Regions from separate parts of the Mus musculus genome. Here region 1 is linked to region 2. Evidence: chromatin contacts called from public HiChIP or PLAC-seq data. All regions are on one chromosome and are shown on one strand. Each heading gives the region's core, a stretch centred on a gene start, on an enhancer-like site or on the middle of the called end of the contact. The rest is flanking DNA. Distances are from core to core; before and after follow the strand shown. Region 1 has its middle 21 kb from the start of Fstl4. Region 2 has its middle 43 kb from the start of Gm30366.

Evidence for each region. HiChIP or PLAC-seq counts read pairs in DNA pulled down with a chosen protein or histone mark.
Region 1: an H3K27ac HiChIP or PLAC-seq map of heart atrium shows a contact between it and region 2, with 7 times the contacts expected there. The contact joins two enhancer-like sites. A contact is called at or near these places in 14 of 484 Hi-C or Micro-C datasets (B cells, cerebral cortex, cortical neurons and 4 more), 2 of 115 datasets of contacts at active chromatin or transcription factors (embryonic stem cells and heart atrium) and 1 of 9 other capture datasets (embryonic stem cells).

What each region holds. Positions count from the first base shown.
Region 1 is chr11:52,740,703-52,747,237 of GRCm38.p6, reverse strand. No RefSeq gene overlaps it. Among named protein-coding and RNA genes, the nearest start is that of Fstl4, 21 kb to the left of the region's middle. Within about 2 kb of position 1,992, at least 29 of the 459 cell types and tissues checked have an H3K27ac peak or open chromatin away from gene starts, as enhancers often do. A contact at or near this core is called in heart atrium, where this site is marked.
Region 2 is chr11:52,533,253-52,539,305 of GRCm38.p6, reverse strand. No RefSeq gene overlaps it. Among named protein-coding and RNA genes, the nearest start is that of Gm30366, 43 kb to the left of the region's middle. Within about 2 kb of position 1,320, at least 44 of the 459 cell types and tissues checked have an H3K27ac peak or open chromatin away from gene starts, as enhancers often do. A contact at or near this core is called in heart atrium, where this site is marked.

The sequences.
Region 1 (6,535 bases), core at 743-3,242, 210 kb before region 2:
GGACCACTTAGCTTAGGCTAAGGAGGAGAGGGAACTTGGCACAGGAAACTCCGGGTAAGGGTGCCCAGGCAAAGGCAAGAACAAGTCAAAGATCCTGGATGGGAACAGTAGAGCATGTGTGAGAAGCACAAAGATAGAATGAAGTCAGAAGGGCACACAGGGGTGAGCAACCTGTGCAGGTATCCAGTTCTGCCCCTGATGAGAAGGTTCTTGGTGGCTCAGAATAATGGACCAATTTAAAGTTTTTCTACCAACGCATCTGCTTATTGGTAGGGACGTCTTGGGGAGTGGGGAGGATACGGAGAGCGCAGAATAAGTCGGAAATCATCCCAGCCTTCCAGGCAGGTTGGGTAAGCAGTAGAGCACAGGTATCGCTTAGAGATTCAGCCACCAAGCAAGGGCTGATGGGTACAGAGTATGAGAGAAAGTCTGGGTCTAGCATGACACCAAGATGCATGTCTGGAACTACTGGGTGGGTATAACACTGTTTGCTATGATGAGATGGGTAGAGGTGAGAGAGGCAACAGGAAGGTATTGTGTCTGGAAGTGCACCACCCCCACTCCCTTTACACTGCCACAATTTTCCATTGTAGAAAAAAAAACAAAAAACTGTGCACTTCTGTTTGGCATCCAAAGGACAAGGATCTTGGCTTTTGCAAAATGGTTCCTGGGACCACTGATTCCCTACATGTTTAATCCTTCAGGCACCACACACAACACAGTGCAACCCAACACAGCATAGAAAGAGCCAACAGGAATAAGATCTTCTAAAAGAGGAATGTGTCCTGAGTCCCAGGCTGCATAAAGAGGGAGCCGGGCGTGGTGGCACACGCCTTTAATCCCAGCACTCGGGAGGCAGAGGCAGGCAGGTTTCTGAGTTCAAGGCCAGCCTGGTCTACAGAGTGAGTTCCAGGACAGCCAGGGCTATACAGAGAAACCCTGTCTCGAAAAAACAAAACAAAACAAAACAAAAAAAGAGGGGTCCACTGTAAATCAGGGTTTCTGTTGCCTGAGATCTAAGACAATGGCTTCTCTGGCTTCTCTATGGCGTGGTCCTCTATATACCATGGTCTTGACACTGCTGGACACACAGAGCCAAACAGAAAGGTGATGGTTGGCTATCTGAACAACTGGCCACCTGCCAAACACTCCACTAAAATGATTTCTATTCTATCTCAATGCCATCTCACTGAATTGACATTTCTTCTATGAAATAAGGGGGTGGTGCAGGAATAATGGCCCAGAGATTATGAGCAAGCATGGCTCTTGCAGAGGACATGAGTTCAGTCCCAACCATCACACCAGGAGGCTCACACTACCTGGAACTCAAGCTCTAGGGTTTCTGGCACCCTCCCCGAACCCCAAGGTCACCTGTACTCAGCTGTGCATACTCACACAGAGACACCCATACGTATACACAATTTAAAATGATTAAAACATCTAAGATAGAAGAGGGCCCTAGAAGAGACTAGGATGCCTGCAATGTGTACCATGGACAGCCTGGATCCTGGTACAACCCAAAATGACTACAAAGTCGGCCCCATACAATGCCATACACTTAATTGAAACATTTTCAATGTTTTTGTGATTTATTTTGAATAAGTTGACTGGATGAGTCTTGAATATAAACTTGATAGATGATAACATCATGTCACAAAGTCAAGAGCATGGACCTTTCTGGCACTGTAGAGCTTCCTCGGCTACCCAGAATACCTTCCTTCTCCAAAATAGAGATCAGAAAGCATGTGATGGCAGAGGCCAAAGCCCATCACACAACTCCAAACTCTCATGTGCCTATCCGACGAGCGATTTTTCTGAGGAAAGTATCAAAAGAATCATCCTCCTGTCCTGTAGGCTGCTTCCTTGTTCCTCCTATCTAGGATGCAGGGCAGTTTAAAAAAAAAAAAAAAAAAAAGGCAAAGTTCACACAGAGCTGTGAGCGCTAAGTTAAGAACTGACGAATCTTCTTATCAGAAAGTCAGAGTTCCATTCATACCAGACTCTCTCTGCCCTCCCAGAAGGGTTTACATTCTCTCTTAGTTTAGTCCACATGATCTGGATTATCTGTGGCTCCAACTCACAAGTAGTGAGCAATAATTAATAGCAAGGGAACAGAAATAATTCTAGAGTCAGCACATGCCATTGGGTGGCAGCTGACGGCATGGGACCTAAGGATGTGATAAGCAGAAAGAACTGAGAAAGTATGAGGCCAGACAGTGTCCAGGCAAATATTGTCATTAGGCACAATAGCCCAAGGGGCTGGCATCAAATTATTGCATGGTTTAATAAATGATTCCTAGCACTGGGTGAGGAGGCGTGCCCTCTGCCAGCATTTTCAAGGTAAACTGCTCCTGGCCTACCACATACCCGACCCTTAGCAGAAGGAGCCACATTATCAGCTGATAAGAGCAGGCATTTATCAGCTATCTGAGGAGCAGGTAGCACAGTCCTGAGCCTGAGAGGAATGTCAGCACAGTGGCCTCCTGAGCCAGAGGACGCTCATTGGCTGTGGCTTTCCTGGGCAGCAATGCTCTTCAGTCAACAAGAGAGACTTGGAATTTAGTGCAGACTTGCAGAAAGGAGAGAAGAAAGAGAGGAGAGTAAGAAAGAAGAGGGTAAAGAAGAGAGGAGGAGAGGGGTGAGGGAAGGAAAAGGGAAGGAGAGAAGGAGGAAAGAGGAGAAGAGGGGAAGGGAAGGGAGGGAGCGAGGGGGAGGGAAAGAGAGGGAAAAGGGAGGGAGAGGCTTTATTTCCTAGTTCACAGTAAAGTAAGCACACAGCCTGTGAGTTTCTCACATGCATAGCCTCCCTGCTATGAAGCAGAGTGGTATTAGATGAGCCTTCAGTGAAAGGCAGTCATCAGTGAAGACTCACAGCTGACATCAGGGTTTGTTCTCTGTTCTTTAGGAGGGGCAAACATATAGTAAGTTACATCTACTACTATAGTACCAGACACAGTTAGTCCCCCCTCCCCATCCTCTGTACTCTGCCCCCCCATCCTCTGCACTCTGTCTCCCCTCCATCCTCTGTACTCTGTCTCCCCCCATCCTCTGTACTCTGTCTCCCCCCATCCTCTGCACTCTGTCTCCCCCCATCCTCTGCACTCTGTCTCCCCCATCCTCTGTACTCTGTCTTCCCCCATCCTCTGCACTCTGTCTCCCCCCATCCTCTGTACTCTGTCTCCCCCCAACCTCTGCACTGTCTCCCCCCCATCCTCTGTACTCTGTCTCCCCCCAACCTCTGTACTGTCTCCCCTCCATCCTCTGCACTCTGTCTTTCACTCCCATCCTCTATGCACTCTGTCCTTTGATCACTTCTTTGCCTCTGTTTCTCTCACCATTCTCCTCTGCTTGGAATACCACAGTCCACAGCTTCCCAGCTGACTATTTTCACACAACAGTGCGCGCATCTAACTCACTCCCCTGCTTTTTCATGACTCAGTAGTACTTTGATGTTCAGTCTCAAATAATATTCCATTTTCTGGATATACCACAGTTTATCCATTCACCTTTGAAAGAACATTTTAGTTCTTCCTAAATTTTGCCAATTATGAGTAAAGCTTCTATAAATATCCATGTGTAGACCTAAGTTTTTCTCTTTTGAAACAATAAAAAATGAGTGTGATTGCTAAATCATGTGTTGAAGAATGTGTTTAGTTAAAAAACAAAGTGTGTATGTGTGTGTATGTGTGTGTGTGTGTGTGTGTATGTATGTATGTATGTATGTATGTATGTATTGCTGTCTATATGCAGGTGAGGGCAGGCACAAGATAAGGTGAGAGCCTGTGGTTGGGCAGTGGAAAAGGAAGGCAGGCGGAGAATTTTAGAGACGAGTACAGAGAGACAGAAGGAAGAGAAGAAGGGAAGGACGGCTGTGGTTCCCAGTCTGTGAAATGTGCAGTCATGTGTCACTGTTCCAATTTGTGTTCCTCAGATGACATAATACACAGAGCATCTTTCGCTTGCATATTGTCCAGATGTTCACCTCTTGGGTGAGTCTGTGTCCTGATTGGTGGATTTTGAGCAGTCTTCATGCTTAGGTAAGAGCCTTGCATTTATCTGAGCACTTACAGCTACCCAACGCACGGTTTATCCTCACTCTCATGGCAGCATTGTTGGCAGAGGGAATATTCTCATGTTGATCTGCCCCTCTGACTGTTACTTAAACCGTACTCTTTGTTCCTATGTAACCTGCCCAGCTTGTAGTTTTACCGTGGGTTATTCTCCCATAACTGCCTAACTAAGGAGGGCTAACTGCTGTCTCAAAAAGAGTGGCCAAGTGGCATCGTTCCTTCCACTGGGTCTCATCTCCTAACTGTGAGGTCTGCCATGAAGTCACCAGTGAATTAGCCTCCTGACAAAGTTCACGCCCTCACATTTAACTGTTTCCAGTGTGGTCTGTTGAGAAAACTATCTTTGCTCTACTGCAGTGTATTTATTTGCTTCCTTGCCAAAGCAATTAACCACAGCTAGCTGGGTCTCTAGCGTCCATTCTGGATTCTGCTACTTTAATAAGTTGGTGTGTTTTTTCACAAAACTCTCAGTTACTATAGATTATAGAAAGTCTTAAAGAAGTCATCCTCTGGCCTTCTTGGCTTTCAAGCTTGTGCTGGCTATTATGGGTCTGTTGGCTTTTCATAAGAAGAGTCAGCTTATTGACACTCACAAAATACCTTCTACACACTTAGTCTTGAGAAACTGACTTCTTGACAATAACTTCTCTCTCTCTCTACCTCCCTCCCTCTCTCCCTCCGTAGTTCTTTTGGGTAGCTATTTTCATTTAGATAATATATATATGTAATATATATATTATATATTATAATATATATATAGTGTGTGTGTACATATATATATATATATATGTACATATAATGAAAAGTATTTCATTTTTGAGTACTTTAACACAAGCATTGCATCTTTAGCTTCAGATTGCACATATTCATTGGTGACATGAAAGGAGTAATTAGCATTCGTAGCATCATCATACATGTATAACCCTGTTGCAAGCGGCTACTCATTCCTGGAGAACATTTTCGTCAGTTCTCTAGCATGTGATGCGTAGACAGTCTCCGAAGCCTTTTTCATTTCTTCCTGCCTTGTCTGTACACATTTCGTTTTCTTTTCTTTTCTTATTGCATTAACCAGGACCTCCAATACAATGCTAAAAAGTATGTCTAGAGAGTGCTTCCTTGCCATGGCTAGTCTCTGATGTTAACTGTGGCTGTTTCATAGATAATATTTATCAAGTTAAAGAAATAGCCCTCTTTCCCTCATTTATTGAGACATTTCATTGTTGTTTGGGGCGCTCTCTCTCTCTCTCTCTCTCTCTCTCTCTGTGTGTGTGTGTGTGTGTGTGTGTGTGTGTGTGTGTGTGTGTGTGTGACAGTCCCACCACAAATAGCCCTGGCTGCACTGGGCTCACTATGTAGACCAGGGGAGCCTTGAACTCACAGAGATCCACTTGTCTCTGCTTCCCAAGTGCTGGGATTGAAGATTTATACCATCATGTCTGGCTTTTAGTGAGGCTTTTAAGTCATAAATAGGTGTGGATTTTCTCAAATACTTTTATTCTAGTGACATGATCATGTGTTTTTATCTTCTTTAATCTGTTCATGGGATAAATTTTATTAACTGATCTTTTAAAAGTTGATTCTGTCTTACATATCTGGTCCAGATCCCACTTGACCATGAAGTGTATGTCTTTATACATTGTTTGACTTGATTTGCTAATATCTTGTTGGAGATTTTTGCCTCTGAGGGTACATGAGTGACACTGGCCTGTAATTTTCTTGCCTGGTTTGGACACTGAGCTAGTGTCATGGAATGCCATGTTTCCTCTGCTTCCATTCTGAAAGAGATTTAAGAGAATTTGATGTAACCCTTCCTTAAATGTTTGTAACATCACCTGTGAAGCCATTTGGGCTTGTTGCTTTTCCAGTTTTGAAAGATGATTAATTATTGATTTAACTTTAATGACTATAGGCCCACTCAGATTGTCCGCTACCTCGGTGAGTCTTGACAGGTTGTGTTTATAAAAAAAAGTGGTCCACTGTGTGTCAGTCATCGACTATGTGGGTAGAGTTCTTTATGGTGTTCTTTCGTTTACTTATTCCCCATACATCTGTGGTGACATCCTCTGTTTAGATCATAATATTAATAATTGGTACCTTTTTTCTTTTTCCCAGTTAGCTTGGCTGAATGCTTATTGATTTTATTAGTATTTTGCAAAGGACCAGATTTTGGTTTCATTGACTTTTTTTTCTCTCTATTGATTTCTTGTTTCCAACCTTATTGATTCCTGCTGTTATTCCTTATTGCTTCCTTTCTTCTACGTCCTGTGGACATAAGAGTCTAATTCTTCTGGCTTCCCAGGGTGGAAATTTATGTCACCAGTCTTAAATCTTTCTTCTTTCTAATTCAGCACATAAGTTTTTTGCTAGGCCCAGCTTTCAGTGTATTCTATACATTTTAAATAATTTGCATATTTATATATGTATTGTGTGTGTGTAGGTGCATGTGTCCATGTGCATGCATGGGA
Region 2 (6,053 bases), core at 71-2,570:
CAGAAAGCCAATGAAAACTCCATCATCCAAGGGCCTTGCACTTAGGGGCCCCTCCCATCCAGGTACCTTTTTCTCCAGGGCTCATCCAGCCAATGCCAGGTGCAACCATCCCTCTCCAAAGCTGGGAACCTTGGGTACAGAGTCATCTAAGCCCTGGATAAGACCAAGCACAGGTAAAGTACCTAGGCTGGCTTTTGCTGGGGTATAAGGATCCTCTACATATGTAGCCCCCCTCAGAGAAACAAAGTACCTGTAGGGATGTTCAATTTTCTGACATTGTGACACCATGTTGCCATCTACAAAGTTCACACTAGAGACACAACAAAGTTACAAAAAAAAAAAAAAAAAGCAAAAAAAAAAAAAAATCTCATAATGGGTCCAAGATAAAGCACTTGCTACACAAACATAAGAACCTGAGTTTGGATCCCAGAATTCATGTAAAAGACCAGGCAGGGTAGCATGATTTTTTAACACCAGCTCACAGAGGCCAGCGAGTCTCTGGGGCTCAATAGCCAACTTAGCCAGGATTGGAGAGAGATTCTACCTCCAAAATATTAAGGTAGAAAGCAATGCCAGAGGTCACTCTGATACACACACACACACACACACACACACACACACACACACCCCTAAGTTAATGGCTCTGTGTTGGCTGCATTCACAGCCATCCCTGGCACCTGCAGTCCAGGGGCTATGGGTTAGACACACCTGTGACAGAGCCCCAAGTCATCACCACACTATTTTAACGGTGGTTCCACAAGTTCTATCTTCAGATACCCCAGGACTCGCACTGGTCTTACCTCCCCTCTGTCCTAGGTGAACAAGGGCTCACGCTGACGCCTGCACAGGATTCGCCAACAGGGAGGGTGGCTTATGGGAGGGATTCCAAGCAAGTGCTACATACAGCTCTATGGCTTTTCCAGGAACCCCAGATGAGGGGTTTCAGGCTCAGGCTGCTGTGGGGACCCTGAGCTGCTGATTATTCAATAAAATTACCAGCAGGCCTTAAATCTATCCTCAGTTAACACAGTGTCTTTAATAATAAAAAGGATTTTGCACTGGGGATAAATACAGTGTCTCATTTTCTCACTCTCCTGGTCTCCTGTCACCAGGAGCTTATTAATACAGTTGCTAATATACGGGTCCCAATCAGCCACTAAAATGCTGCTGTTATTCCTGCTAATTCAACAATAAAACGTGGCTGTGCTAGACATAAAAAAGTGAGCTGTCATGTGACTCTCAGAGGCTCTATGGGGGATGTGCCACAAGGCCACAGGGAGCTGAGTCACCACAGCCACAAGGCAAATCACATCCTGACCATGGCCCCTGCAGTTCACAGCTGCCACACACCCAAATATCATATAAGCTGATAGCTATGACCCACACTGTAGTCAATGTCTAGTGCAAGTAACAAGCGACTGCAAAGCCAACAATTTGAAGTCGCCCATGTGAGCTATCTCACAGTTCTGTAGCTTCCTGGATTCTCTACTTCAGAACATTATAGACCACAGACACTGGAGGCCACAGACATTGGAGACCACAGACACTGGAGGCCACAGACACTGGAGACCACAGACACTGGAGACTATAAACACTGGAAGCCACAAACACTGGAGCACAGAAACTGGAGGTGTCTCATTGCTGTCACCAAATCTCTGACAAGAACCGCCTGAAAGAAAGAAAACTTCTTGATAGCTCAATGTTTGAAGGGATTCAGTTCACCTCATTAGCAAGACATGGTGGCATTCGTGGCCAGAAGCGTGTGTGTGTGTGTGTGTGTGTGTGTGTGTGTGTGTGTGTGTGTGTTCCACCTCCTAAGGGTCCCGCAATCTCCCCAATGGTACCACCTAAGGAGTTAGTCAAACACAGGCCCTCACTTCTGCCTTCAAGATGGAGATAGTAATGCCTGTTTAACATCAGACCCTCAATCTGAGGAAGACTAGTGTGGGAGTGTAGGACTTAGTAACAGACTTCAGCAAAACAGAAATGGACTCACAGCAGTAATGCTAAGCCTTGCAGGGGTGGGAGCGCATACCCACCTCAGGGCTCACACAAAAGGGTCTCCATTTCACTCGGAGCCTACTGATAGCGGGCTCCCCCTCCGAGCTACCCTAAGCCATCTGGGAAGGGCACTTTGCTGACAGTGTGACTCGAGGAACTGCAGGCAGATAAAATTAGTGCTGCCCACCCATCCCAAGCTGTCGGTGGAGCTATTCTGAGCTCCCCCGCCCCCACTCAGTTCCTCTTCACATCTTTTGCTCTGACTTTTCTGTGACGAATTCCAAAGCTGAGTCACTAGAAAGGTGGGTCCTGGTGGGTGTTCCCTTCTGGCCGCTTGCTCACTCGCTGGGTCCCAGAGACCCTGGAGAGAGTTGGGGAAGGGAACACCAAGAATCATAGGAGCGGGTGGGGACAGAGTATTCGCTGAGTATCCTGTGAATGGCACAGCTAATCTTAGCTACCCACTTTACAGATGTCACAGCGGAGCACAAAACGGGAGAGGAAGAGGAGGACATGGATAATGAGGATGAGAAGGAGAAAGTGTGTGTGTGTAGGAAGTGCTGCCCAGGGCCCAAGCTTCCTAGTAGCTGCTTCTCTTGTTAGGCCACTATCCCTCCAGATACCAGGTGAGCCTCTACCATCCCTGGCTCCTCCTTGGGACACTAACCGGGCACTAAGCTGGTCCAGCCTCCAGGGAGCGCCCTCTCCAGCCCCAGGATGCAGCTCCTTGAGAGGCTAGAAAACCTCCTATCTAGGATCCAAAGCCCTCCAGCCATAAGGCCAAGAAGCTTTGCCACTCTCAAGGATACCACAGAGCACTGAGTTAGTCTCCTCACACCCTGCCTGCCTTCTTGTTCCTGAAGAAGATGCCTCAGGCACTTGGCACCTCCCAGCCCCTTCCCCCATCCTCATACCCACACCCACACCCTCACCACAGCAGGAATATGTAGACTTCAAGTCCTGAAAAGAGCCTCGTCCATGTTCAACAAAGAAAAAGGAACCCCTGGGCCCTTGTACCCTACATAGGAGAATCTGATATCAAGGCCCATCTGCCCATGATCCCAGAGTGGGTGGGGGTTCAGTAAGAGAGGCCATTTGGGGAGCCTTGTCCCCACATCACCCTGGATATGGGTTCTTCGCTAACATTTCTTGGCTGTTGCAGTTAGTAAAATAATTCATTGCTTTCCCTCCCAGCAAGCAGCACCTCTCAGCCAAGCTCTCTGGGAGATATGACAGCCATTTTCCCCACTCCATGTTCTCCCTTAACTGGTCCAAGTGTCTGAGGACAAGAAACACGCTTTCTCCAGCTCCTGTCCCAAACTACCTCAACATGCCAGCTGGACTCTGGAGCCAGATGCCAGTCTTCTGAGATGCTCGGGTCTGGCCATGTCCCGACCCCACAACATTTCTTCTCAAAGTGCCAAGCCTGCATGAGACAAACCCGTGCCCCATGCAGGAGAAAGGTCCCCACCTGCTCGTTGTCCAGCAGTGTTCAAACTAGGCATCACCTCCTTTTGGAACCCCTCCCTTAACTGAAGCGGGTGTCCCTCTTCTCCAGACCAAAGCACTCTTTTCCTCCCTTTCCCTTGGCAGGGTTTGCCACGCCACCAAACTGGGGTGTGACCTGGCATCTGTGTATGACCAGGGAATCAGACACAGTTTGGGTCTATACGGTCTGGTTTACAGAATATTTGAGCTGCCTTCTTAAATCCACATGGCCCAGGGCACTCATACCCACAGACACAAACTCAGCCAACACCCTTCTGAGTCGCCACAGGAAAGACCCGCTGATGGAGCAAGCCTTTGAAGTTCAAAGAGAAGACTGGCAGGTCCCTCCAGCCTTACTGAGGACCAGGAGTGTAAACAGACCCTTGCAGGTACCATGTTTCCCCTCCCCCCTCCCCAAACACCCCAAGAAACTTATACAGCCTTCTCAGGGAAGAGAAGCCAGCAAAAAACAGCAACTGCCTCCCTGACAGACAGCCCCCCCCCCTCCGCCCCCGAGAGTTCTAATGGAATTAAAATAATCTCGCCACAGTGCCCCGACCCCAGATAGGCACCATCCATGAAGGCAGAGCTGCTAACTGCTGCTTTGAAGACTCTTTACCCAAGAGCTATTTGTCCTCTGTAAATGGGATTTTAGGTACACGGCTGAAAAAGGAAGGCGATGGCCTCCAACGCCTCAGTGTGTATTATACATTAGATAGATATTTAAAAATAAATAGCGATTAAAAGGAAGGCTATAAATGACGGGCGAGAACTCCAGACCCTCCGAGGCCTTCATGCAAATGTCTCACTACTCTCTCAGCTCCAGAAATCTGGGACAAACTGTAATCATTTCTCTGATTTTTAAAAAATGTACTGATCCAGCTGCTTTGGAAGAGCCGGGCTGTCTCAGATGAAGCCGGGGTGTGAGCTGGAATGAACATGATGGGGGGGGGGGGGGGGATCCCAGAGCCAGCCTAGTGAGAGGGCCAGTGCGCATGCTCACCAGTTCTCTTTCCAGCCTACACCTGTTGTCTGGAGTGCGGGAGATTAAACCTGGAGACACGCACTCTGCTGCCCGTAATGACTCATTTTCAACGTTAGCATTGGCTATTGGCAGCAGCGGCAGCAGCGAGGTCGTTGTCGCAGTCATCATCATCATCGTCATCATTGTCGTCATCACATCTTTGGACTTAGGGCTGGTTAGAGTGTTAGCTAGCCTTTTGTTCTAAGCCTTTAATCATCAACATAAAGATAACCCCATGGACCTTTTCTGTGCTACGTTTTCCAACCTGCCCTTTTGCAGAGAAACTGAAGTTACCACTTTAAAAGACCCGGGGCGGGGGTGGGGGTGGGGGGGCATGTGCAAACCTAAAATCCACACACTTTATTCAGATTTTTATTAGGTTTTTGCCTATTGTGTTCCTACAGGGGGTGGGTATGAGGAAGTCAGAGGACAACTTGTAGAAATCTGTTCTCAAACACAGGACAAAGAGCTAACGAAGGTGCTTATTAACATATCAAAGTGGACTCTGGTTGAAGGTTTCCCAAAATCCCTCAGTCCCCACCCCTTATATAGGATCCTTCTGGCTGGCATACCCAACTCCCTACCCTAACTTCTCAGCCCAGGGGCTGAGTTGAGTTTTCCCTTCCCACAGCTTCTCTGATTCCTATCTAACTCAGACATGTTGGTGACTTGGCCCTTTGACCTTTTATCACCTTTTGGCCTCTTGTCCACTGCTCCAGGTTTCTCTCTCCCTTTCTCCTCTCCCCATCCCCTCCCTCCTTCCTTCACATGTTCAGTCTGGACCCTTTCAGAGCCTCTGCCTCTGCTCTTTCTCATGTCTACAGTAAACCTGTACCGTACCTGGGAGCAGTCATGGCCTCCTTTTTACTATTTCTTTTTCTGTTTGTTTGGATTTTTTGTTTTGTTTTGTTTTGTTGTGTTTTATTGTGTTGTTTTTCAAGGCAGGGTTTCTCTGTATAGCCCTGGCTGTCCTGGAACTCACTCTGTAGACCAGGCTGGCCTTAAACTAAAAAAATCCACCTGCCTCTGCCTCCCAAGTGCTGGGGTTCCATCATGTGGATAGAGGGATCAAACCCAGGCTGTCAGGCTTGTCAGCAAGTGCTTTTGACCCACCCGGAGCTATGGCAACAGACCTAATTTTTAAAATGTGCTCCTTTTAGCAACCTCCCTGGGGCTACCCGAGGCTCTCAGCACTTGGCGTGTCTCCAAGTATGTCATGTAGCCATGAACCCACATTCACTCACCTCCCTACTTGCAGGCTCCCTGGCGGCAGGGACTTCACGCTCAACATTTAGCCTATAATATAAAGTGACTTCTTACCTGTGTTCACTGAACACTTGGCCCATGCTGAGAGCCTCAGGCACTACCTGGCTAGAACCTAGGAAAGGCAGCTAGCTCTCCTGTGACCACCATCCTACACAAGTGAGGCCAGGGCCAGCTGGGAAGACTCTGCAGTCCCTTTCTTTGCTGTGTAAGTATTGAGGCGTTCTACCCTTCACCCTCACTGACTGGCTCAAGGACACACTATTGCGATATAGCC